Regions from separate parts of the Sus scrofa genome. Here region 2 is linked to region 1. Evidence: chromatin contacts called from public Hi-C data. All regions are on one chromosome and are shown on one strand. Each heading gives the region's core, a stretch centred on a gene start, on an enhancer-like site or on the middle of the called end of the contact. The rest is flanking DNA. Distances are from core to core; before and after follow the strand shown.

What was found. Hi-C and Micro-C count contacts between places; a contact is called where the count stands out from the background.
Region 2: a Hi-C map of fetal skeletal muscle shows a contact between it and region 1, with 2.3 times the contacts expected there. The contact joins two enhancer-like sites. A contact is called at or near these places in 1 of 5 promoter capture datasets (fetal skeletal muscle), 27 of 47 Hi-C or Micro-C datasets (adipose tissue, alveolar macrophages, brain and 16 more) and 1 of 2 datasets of contacts at active chromatin or transcription factors (skeletal muscle).

Annotation. Positions count from the first base shown.
Region 1 is chr14:124,638,381-124,643,266 of Sscrofa11.1, reverse strand. It overlaps AFAP1L2 (actin filament-associated protein 1-like 2), which reads left to right. Exons shown (of 25, transcript XM_013983751.2): 14 at 1,681-1,892; 15 at 3,709-3,854. Among named protein-coding and RNA genes, the nearest start is that of VWA2, 63 kb to the right of the region's middle. Within about 2 kb of position 2,481, at least 21 of the 83 cell types and tissues checked have an H3K27ac peak or open chromatin away from gene starts, as enhancers often do. A contact at or near this core is called in adipose tissue and fetal skeletal muscle, where this site is marked.
Region 2 is chr14:124,754,918-124,759,803 of Sscrofa11.1, reverse strand. No RefSeq gene overlaps it. Among named protein-coding and RNA genes, the nearest start is that of AFAP1L2, 20 kb to the right of the region's middle. Within about 2 kb of position 2,508, at least 32 of the 83 cell types and tissues checked have an H3K27ac peak or open chromatin away from gene starts, as enhancers often do. A contact at or near this core is called in adipose tissue and fetal skeletal muscle, where this site is marked.

The DNA.
Region 1 (4,886 bases), core at 1,232-3,731:
TCCCAGGCTAGGGGTCCATTCGGAGCTGTAGCCACTGGCCTACACCAGAGCCACAGCAACGTGGGATCGGAGCCGTGTCTGCAACCTACACCACAGCTCACGGCAACGCCGGATCCTTAACCCACTGAGTGAGGCCAGGGATCAAACCCACAACCTCATGGTTCCTAGTCAGATTCGTCAATACTGAGCCACGACGGGAACTCCCCATCTTACTATTGTGATGTGACAGTCACATGGCTCTGAGAAATTCCTGGTCTCCACTGTGTGTCTCGCAGTGGGCTGGGTGCCAAGGTGGCCATCCACCTTGACGCTGCTGCCTGGGCCCAGTTCATCCCAGCTAAGGTGAGAGCAGCTGCTGATCCCTAAGGATGGAGAAGGCATAACCTCTTTGTCAGCCTGTGCCTCTGGGAAGGTGAGCAGCGCAGAGAGCTGTCGGCCCCCTGCAGAGGGGCTGAAAGACCCTTCATCTTTGTAGCACCTGGGACAAGGCTGTGCCTGGCACATGATGTGAGCTCCATAACATCATGGGGGAGGGAAAGGCTTATCGTCTGAACCCAACACATGCAACCATTTAAAAACAAGAAAGGATGGCGTGAGGGGTGCCCCCACCGGCACTGGCAGAGAAAGAAGCAGTCCCTGGTGGAAAGACCACAGGGCACAGATCTGGGCACTGGAGACGAATGTGCCCAGTTCCTGGCCTTGACAGGCTCTGTGTCTGCTTGGGAGGCTTACTTGGGAGCAGAGTGTCACTGTTTGAGGACTCAAGGGTTCTGAAGGCAGTAGAGCTGGGAGGGCCAAGGCCGGCCACCTCTGGGAGGAGGAGGAGGAGCTGGCTGAGGGGAGGAGGACTTTGCAGGCTGAGATTGAGTGGCCCAGGGATGGCAAGGTTGTCAGAGCAGCTGAGGAAACTGAGTCTGCAGAGGTGGGGGGGTTGCACCTGCAGCTAGGACATGTGGCTGGGGCGAGCTTCCTGTGCGGGGCCTGAGCCGCCGGCAGAGGCAGGGAGGAGGACAGGCCTTCGAGCCTGGAGATGAGGCAGGGAGGCAGGGGGTGTGTGTGAAGGAGTCTCCACTTGCACATGCATGCACGCCAACACACACAGCGCGCACACACAAACACACACACGGCCTCCTCTAGTCTAAGACCCAACTCACTTGCTTCTGGACACTTTCCAAAAACCAGTAGTGCTGTGCTGCCCACCTTCAAAAGGTTTAAGCTGCTAATGCAAAGGAGGGAGAAAGTCCGATTCACAGCCTCCGCAAGGTTGGAACTATTCTCGGGCAAAGCCTGGCAAGTCTTTTTTTTTTTTTTTTTTTTTTTTTATCTTTTTGCCATTTCTTGGGCTGCTTCCGCAGCATGTGGAGTTCCCAGGCTAGGGGTCGAATCGGAGCTGTAGCCGCCAGCCTACACCAGAGCCACAGCAACTCGGGATCTGAGCCACATCTGTAACCTACACCACAGATCATGGCAACACCGGATCCCTAACCCACTGAGCAAGGCCAGGGATGGAACCCGCGACCTCATGGTTCCTAGTCGGATTCGTTAACCACTGCGCCACGACGGGAACTCCAAGCCTGGCAAGTCTTAGAACTGAGATTCTGGAGGAGCCTCTCAGGGGGCTGGAGGCATCCCTGGCCGCCCCCCGCCACCCAGCGCCCTCAGCTGCATCCCTCCCCGCAGGTTACCTGAACGTGCTGGTGAACAGCCAGTGGAAGTCGCGCTGGTGCTCCGTCAGGGACAGTCACCTGTACTTCTACCAGGACCGGAACCGGAGCAAGGCGGCCCAGCAGCCCCTCAGCCTGGTGGGCTGTGAGGTGGTCCCAGACCCGAGCCCGGACCACCTCTACTCCTTCCGCATCCTCCACAACGGCGAGGAGCTGGCCAAGCTCGAGGTAGTGCTGGCCCGTGGGGGAGGGGCAGGGCCCAGGGGCAAGGTCACGGCCCTTGCCGCAGGTCCTGAGGACCACAGCCCCACAACGGGAGAGTCCACCCAGCGGCTTTATTTGTACTTCCTTTGCCTGAGATTGTTTGCATTTAAAAAAAAAAAAAATTCCATTCCCTTTCTGACCTCAGGGTGGTGGAGTTATAGGACCGGGACAATGAGCTATTTCCTGCACTTAGGGCAAGAGGAGTATTTATAACTCCCTGAGCTGCTGGAAAAACTTTCTGGGGATTCAAAGCGGGTTTGTGATTTTGTTTGTGTATCACCAGATGGGGCCCAGTACATTAAAATGCCAACCAGTAAGGGCTTATCTTGGGGGAGAATAGGGTTGGTGATACAATGACAGTAATCCCACTCCCCACCCTGCTTGATGTTATGTTCCATTTATAAAAATAAGAGGTGACATAATACCTTGCAATGAGCTGGGCAGTCCCCAGCAGAAGGCTTTACAGGCGTTTAAGAACACACCCCAGTCCACTCCTGTGCACCTAGCCCTGTATCCCGGGGTCTTCCTCCAGATTTTGCGCCAATGCTGCCCTCTGGTGGCTAAAAGATCCACATCCCTCTTCATCCATCCATCCTATTGACAGATACCTACTCAGTACAATAATATGGTGAAGAAGTGGAACTTACATTCCTAGTACAAGAGTGAGATGTTGCCCATCGATTACTTAAGGCCAGTTGCCAGAGAGCAGTGGGGCAGGTGCTGTGATATGTATGGAAGTCCACGTGCTGGGCAGGTGGGAGCTAAGTAGGGAGAGCTTGTGTGGGGCAGGGGAGGTGGGGAGGAAAGCAAGGTTGATCCTAAGAGGGGAGAGAGACCCTGAAGGGGTTCAAGGGAAGGTGGCCTGTTCAGATTTGGCTTCCCAGACACTTCTTCCAGCTGCCGGGGGCGGGGGGGGGGTAGGAAGGGATAAAATGAGAAGCTGTTACCATTGCCCAGGGCAGGGATGGTTGCAGCAGGAACTACAGGCCGTCCAAGGAAAAGCTGTGTTGAGAAATCCACTTGAAAATGAGTAGGAAAAGGAAAGCAATTAATGTCGAAATCCGCTTTCAGCTACCCCCTCCAATCACGAAAACAGGGCAAAGGGGTGGCAGAGCTGTACTGAGCAATGCCAGCCAGTAGCTGTTTTTCCTCATGAAAGGAAACCCGTAATATTCATAGAATTTCCAGGGCTTTCTCATTATCAAGCCAAGAATCAATCTTGGCATTTAAATAGAACTACCCAGCAGGTATGCTTGATGAGAATGCTGTATTGTCTCCTGGGAAAATATAGGCACCAACGTCACGGGGATTTAGTTCCTGATTTGTCCGAACGATTTGACCTGGTGTCAGGTGTATACTGAAACCGTAAACAAAAATAAATTCGCGTTTTGATATTTCTTAGCAGGGATCCGGTAGTATTACATGCATGAATTAGAGCTGTTGAAATTGAAATGTGATCATTCACAAAAGAGAGGTGTCACCCAAAATACACCGTTACCAGGCCTCTCCGGGATCATTAGCCTTCTGGAAATAGATGTATATTAGCATCACGTGTGATACTTGGCACAAATGTCCACAGCATCATTGAGGTGACTCTAGGGTGTCACTAGTAGCAGGAAATACTATTTCGGGTCCCCGGAGGATGGGACGTGCTTGTGAAAATGAGGAGCTTGGCCCAGGGCCACACAGTCAGAGGCCTTGCGTAGGGTGGGGGTGGGGAGAGGCTGGGCCCCAGGCTGCACGGTCAGCCCCGCTTATGTCCTTCTCGGCCTCCTCCCAGGCCAAGACTTCCGAGGAAATGGGCCACTGGCTAGGCCTCCTGCTCTCGGAGTCAGGTTCCAAGACAGACCCGGAAGAATTTACCTACGACTATGTGGATGCCGATAGGGTTTCCTGTATTGTAAGCGCTGCCAAAACCTCTCTGCTGTGAGTATTCAGGGACCTCCCGCTTTGCACCCTCCCACGCCCAGCCTTGCTTCCAGACCCAGGCCCAGAAGGGGCCCTGGTGGGCAGCTGAGCAGCGTGGCAGCTGGGAGGGCCATCAGTGTCGAAACCGACGTGCCACGAAGTCATCTTATGTATGCTGGGGCTGTGCCAGCCACCTGGCTTGGGGGACTTGTCTAGATAAAAGAGCTGGTTAACCTGTTCTGTGTAGCAAAAAGATCAGGGCCAGGGAGCAGCCCTCAGGCGGGCCCCGCAGGAGCTGAGCCAGGCGTCTGGCCCGGGGACAGCCACAGCGTCCAGCTCTGGTTAGACACTCTCAGCTCCTTAAGGCAGAGCCGGCGCCTTTGCTGGCTTCCGCTTTCCTTCTGCTGAGGCAGCATTTGCCCATGGAGCCCTCGCTGGGTCCCAGCACACCCTAGAAGAAGCAGGGCAGAGGTGGCACTTCTGCTTCTTGGATCAGCAAACTAACTCCGGGAGAAGTGGTCCTAGGGCAGGGCGGGGAGGGGTGAGCAGATGTGGCAGCCAGCCGAGCCACTGGAACAGAATCTGCTCTCTGAGGTACAAAATGCGGAAAGTGCCATCTGGCCAGTGAGGCCCCAAGCATGCCGTGTGCTGCGCAGATGAAATGAGAGAGGATTTTGTTGTTGGAAGGAGATCCTGAAAGGGAGAAATAGGGGTGAGAAGACAGCAAAGGAGCCTAAGAGGAGGAGGGAGGGTAGGGACGCCTGCTTTCCTGGAAGAGAAATTTGGAACGGGAATTCTAATAAGAAGGCCCTGGGGAGAGAGAGAGGAGATAACCCTAAGCAAACGGATTCGTGGAGCTCCCTTGTGGCTCAGTGGGTTAAGGATCCAGCATGGTCACTGCAGTGGCTAAGGTCACTGCTATTGCATGGGTTTGATCCCTGGCCCAGCCAAGGGCATGACCAAAAAATTTTAAAAAGTAGAAAAAAAAATTCATTTTAAAATGAGGTCAGTGCTGGTCCCCAGGTCTCCTGCACAGTCCACGGATTTCGC
Region 2 (4,886 bases), core at 1,259-3,758, 120 kb before region 1:
CACACTGTGTTTCATTTGTTGTTCCCCTGCTCCCTTTAAATGCCTGTGCCATTTGAAAAACTGCTGACCCAGCTTCCAAAGACCAAAACAGAATCAAACCAAAGCCCTGGGGATGTACTTTTATCATGTAGGTTGGTGGAGTAGAGGGAAGAAAATGCATCAAACAGCAGCAATATTCCAGGACTGTTTGCCCAATAATCCCAACCCTACTGACCAAGTCAACTGAAAAAAAAAATGTATATAAGGAGTTCCCCAGTGGCCTAGTGGTTAAGGATCTGGCATTGTCATGCCATGGCAAGGATTGGATCCCTGGCCCAAAAGCTTCCACATGCCATGGGCATGGCCAAAAATTAAAAAGAAATTTTAAAAAACTCATAATAGGAGTTCCCATCGTGGCACAGCGGAAACGAATCTGACTAGGAACCATGAGGTTTCGGGTTCGATCCCTGGCCTTGCTCAGTGGGTTAAGGATCCGGCTTTGCTGTGAGCTGTGGTGGAGGTTGCAGACACGGCTCAGATCTAGCGTTGCTGTGGCTCTGGCATAGGCCAGCAGCTATAGCTCCGATGAGACCCCTAGCCTGGGAACCTCCATGTGCTGCGAGTGTGGCCCTAAAAAGACAAAAAGATAAAAAACAAACAAACAAAAATCTCATAATAGAGCTGGAGCTGGTCTAGCTGGTGCTCAATTTTGTGACCCGGCAGCAAGGGTCTCATCATTTAGGCAAGGCTGAGGATTCGAGGTTTGAGGACAAGAGCTTCTCAACTGCCATGAGTTGGGCCATTTTACTGAGAAGCTGGAATGCAGTGGGAGGAAAACATCTTTCAAAACTTTGACCTCCTCTGCATTACCAAACTTGAAGAAAATCTAGATTTCAAGTTATTTATCTTCATTGCCAAGGCCTGGGGCTTGCCAGAAAACACAGGGATGTATTCATACTCGTGATGGCCTCTCGGTAGCCATCCTGTGCCGTGTCTACCAAGCCTGGTGTCTTCGCCCAGTGGAGCTGCCATAAGAGATGCCAGAGACTGGATGGCTTGAACAGCGAACAGCCATTTCTCACAGTTCTAGAGGCTGGAAGCCCAAGGTCAAGGTGCTGGTGGACCCGGTGCCTGGCAAGAACCCTCCTGGATCCCGGATCCCGTAGTCAGCCCTCTTCTCCCTCGGCCTCACGTGATGGGGAGCAGAGCGGTAGAAGCTATCTCACTGCACCGTGTCTTCTAAGAGAACTACTGCCTCACATGGGCTCCACCCTCATGACTTAATTAACTTCCAAAGGCCCTGCCTCCTAATACCATCCCCTTAGGTGTTAGGAATTTTTTTTTTCCCCAAGAATTTGGGGATCAGAGTTTCCGTTGTGGCGCAGCGGAAGCGAATCTGACCAGGAACCATGAGGTTGTGGGTTCGATCCCTGGCCTTGTTCAGTGGGTTAAGGACCCAGCGTTGCCATGAGCTGCGGTTTAGGTCACAGACGGGGCTCTGATCCTGCACTGCTGTGGCTCTGGTGTAAGTAGGCTGGCGGCTACAGTTCGATTAGATCCACTAGACTGGGAACCTCCATATGCCATGGGTGCAGCTCCAGAAAAAGACAAAAAAAAAAAAAAAAGAGATGGAGTTCTCTTGTGGTGCAGAGGGGTTAAAGATCCCACGTTGTCACTGCACCTATTTGGGTTGCTGCTCTGGCATGGGTTTGGTCCCTGACCTGAGAACTTTCAAAGGCTTCTCGCCACCCCCCTCTCCCCCCACCCCCACAAAAAAAAAAGAAAAAAAAGAATTTGGGGATGGCACAAAGATGCGTCAGTAACCCCTGTCTAGGGTCCGTCCCCCTCGGTTTCATGTGGACCCTCAGCCGAAGCTGGTATCAGGTTGCTTATTCTCAGGGCAGGCAGGCAGGCAGGCAGGTTCACTACTATGGAAAACCGGTCAGGAGGTCCCGGCTCAGCGTCCGTGTTCTGCTCCCGACTGTTGTCACCCACCCGAGCATCACCACCCTCGTGGCAATTCCCATATCCGGTGTTGATCTCGGGTTAGATTATTTTGAGGCTCTGTGGCATTTGCCGCCATGGATCACCATTTCCTGGGAGGTTCCCCCACTGCCTCCCCGTGGTGGTTAACCCTGGCACGCCCTCAGCAGTGCTGGGAACCCAAGGCCCTTCCTGACCCGCCCTGGCCACACCTCCGCCCAGCCGCCCCTCCTACAATGCCCCACCTCCAATCCCGCCCTCCAGCTCCTGCAAAGCACCCTGAGTCCCCCGAACCCACCGTGCCCTCCCCCGCCTCTGCAGCTTCCCCCGCAGCATCCCTCCTGGACACTGCCCAGCTCTTCCAGGAGGTGGAGAGAGGAGAGGACCTGGCCCTGAGGAGTCGAGGTAAGGGTGCTGCCTCAAATCAGGGGCCCTCAGCTCTTTCGAGTTTCCGCGTGAATTTCCCATGGGCTCCATTTGCCCCCAATCAAAGAGGAGCCTGAGTTCCTGCCCTCTCTCAGATCCCGCCTGGATGGGCCCAGCCCAGCCTGCCCCAGTAAATTCTTCGCATGCCTACGGGGGAACATCACATTTGACACTTTTTAAGTGTTGCCTAATACTGCTGGTTTTGCCTGTCTCTCTGCTCCTTGGCTGAGCTGTAGTGAGATCTTGCTCTTGCGTGCTTTATGTCAACCTTAACTAGACCCCTCAGCCCAGCCCTACAAGCAGGAAACCAAAGCTCTCAGAGGCTAATTAAAGATGCCTGAGTGTTCAGGGAGCATCGAGCCTGGGATTACCCAGGTCTGTCCCACTTCAAATCCCCTGCTATCCCCCTGTGTCCCACTGCCCGTGATTCTGTGAAGGCGAGGACTGCATCCCTCTGGATTTAAGTCTCCTGGGGTGCCCTGTACAGCAGAGTTCTAAATGGGAGACTGGCCAGACCCCTCCGTTTGGCCATGAGCCCCATCAGTATCACCAAGATGTGGTTACGAATAGCAGTTAGCGGGCGCCCGCAGCTGCATGTCTTAGGGCCAGTTATTCACCCTCTTTTCCGTCTCATTGTGCTCATCTTTGAAATAGACAAAATAATAAGACCCATCAGAAGATTGTTGCTAAATTATAATACATGTGGCGCACAGCATGGGACCCCGCGTAGAGTCATTGCTCAGGAAACACGAGCAATCTTTATTAAGGGTAATTAGCCACTTAGACTTGAAGAATCCCAAACACTCCCTGAAGCTGTTTCCCCATCAGTAAATTAGGAATGACTACCTGCTCTGGCTGTCATAGGGAGTTGTGAAGCCACGTAGAGTACTCAGACCAAGAAAAGTGCTATATTTACAGGTGATAGTGGGTAATGAGGCTTTCTGGTGCTTGGACAAGGTCTGCCACTATTTTCAATAGTTGAATCATGTAAGCATTTCAGTTTTCGTTCTGTGCTTTTTCCCTCCTTCTAGTCTTTCTATGAATTCTCCAGCATTAAAACAACTTCTTTTTTTTTTTTTTTTGCTTTTTAGGGCCACACCCGTGGCATATGGAGGTTCTCAGGCTAGGGGGTCACATTGGAGCTGTAGCCACCGGCCTACGCCACAGCCACAGCAATGCCAGATCCTTAACCCCCTGAGTGAGGCCAGGGATTGAATCCGCAAACCTCATGGTTCCTAGTCGGGTTCATTGACAGCTGAGCCACGATGGGAACTCCCCACAACGTCTCTTATATGCTTCAATAATGGCACTCTCTTTGTCCAATAGCTGTCTAAGACTGAGATCTCCTGAAGACATGCTAATTAAGAGTAACTAATTAATGGTAATAATAACAGTATGACATGGCCATTGAGTGCGGGCTGTAGCATCAAACTCCCTGGGCTTGAGTTCCAGCTCCACCAGTCATCAGCTGTGTAATAGTGATGATTTGTCTAACTTCTTTAAGCCTCAGTTTCCACATCTGTAAAATAGGAATGATGATGATGATGATGATAATAATACCTACCTCCAAGAGTTATTGTGAGAATCATGTAGAACCTGACACGACACAAAATGAGCCCTCAAACATGAGCTTTTATTAATAAAGCTGCTGCTATATGATCAGGACTTACTAGATGCCCCGTTCTGAGCTAAGCATATTCCCTGGCTTATTTCACAGAGCCCTGATGTTTTCTGGGTGGGGAGGATTTCCCTAGCCTCCTCGGGGAAAGTTGGAAACACCAGCCGCAGAAGAGTTGAGACTCATTCCCATGAAAGATGGCTTTGGTTCCAGAAAGAGCTTTCCAATTGTATGACTCATTTCAAAGCAACCAAAGGCAGCAGGAGCTTTACAGTATTTGGGGACATTCCCTCAGCTTGAGAAAGCCACCAGTTCTAACTAACAACACCCCCACCCCCGCCCCACCCCACCACCTACCCCGGAGGCCTCCTGTTGCTAGAAAGGGGCTCCTCCTCCTTGCAGAGTCAAACAGCTTCGCCTGGGTGTGTCACCAGCCCTGCCCTGCTGGACTGGCCCATTGTTGGCAGGAAAGCCCTGGGAAGGGTGGGGACTTGGTGTTAGCAGCTTTGAGAAAGCCCGGGGTGGTGGAAGAACCAGTGCCCAGGGCTTCAGGGGATCCCAGCCCCAACTTTGAGGCCCCGCCTCCATACCCTAAATTCCCTTCTCCCCAACACCAGCCAGGACTCGGATAAAAAGTGTCCCTTTCATCCTATGGTGCTCGAGGGAGGCCTGTAGCAAGTCTGGACTCCAGACGAGGGTGTAATGTGACCACATTTATTTTACTTTCCAATCTCAACTGGATAAAAAACACACTCCAGGGCCTGTCATTGTACTCAGCACAATAGCAGCCCCTGGAGAGGTTTTTCTGTATTTATTTGTGCTGTCCCCCTGCTGCTGCCTCTTAACTCAGCCCTTCCCATCAGATAAAAAGAAAAACCAG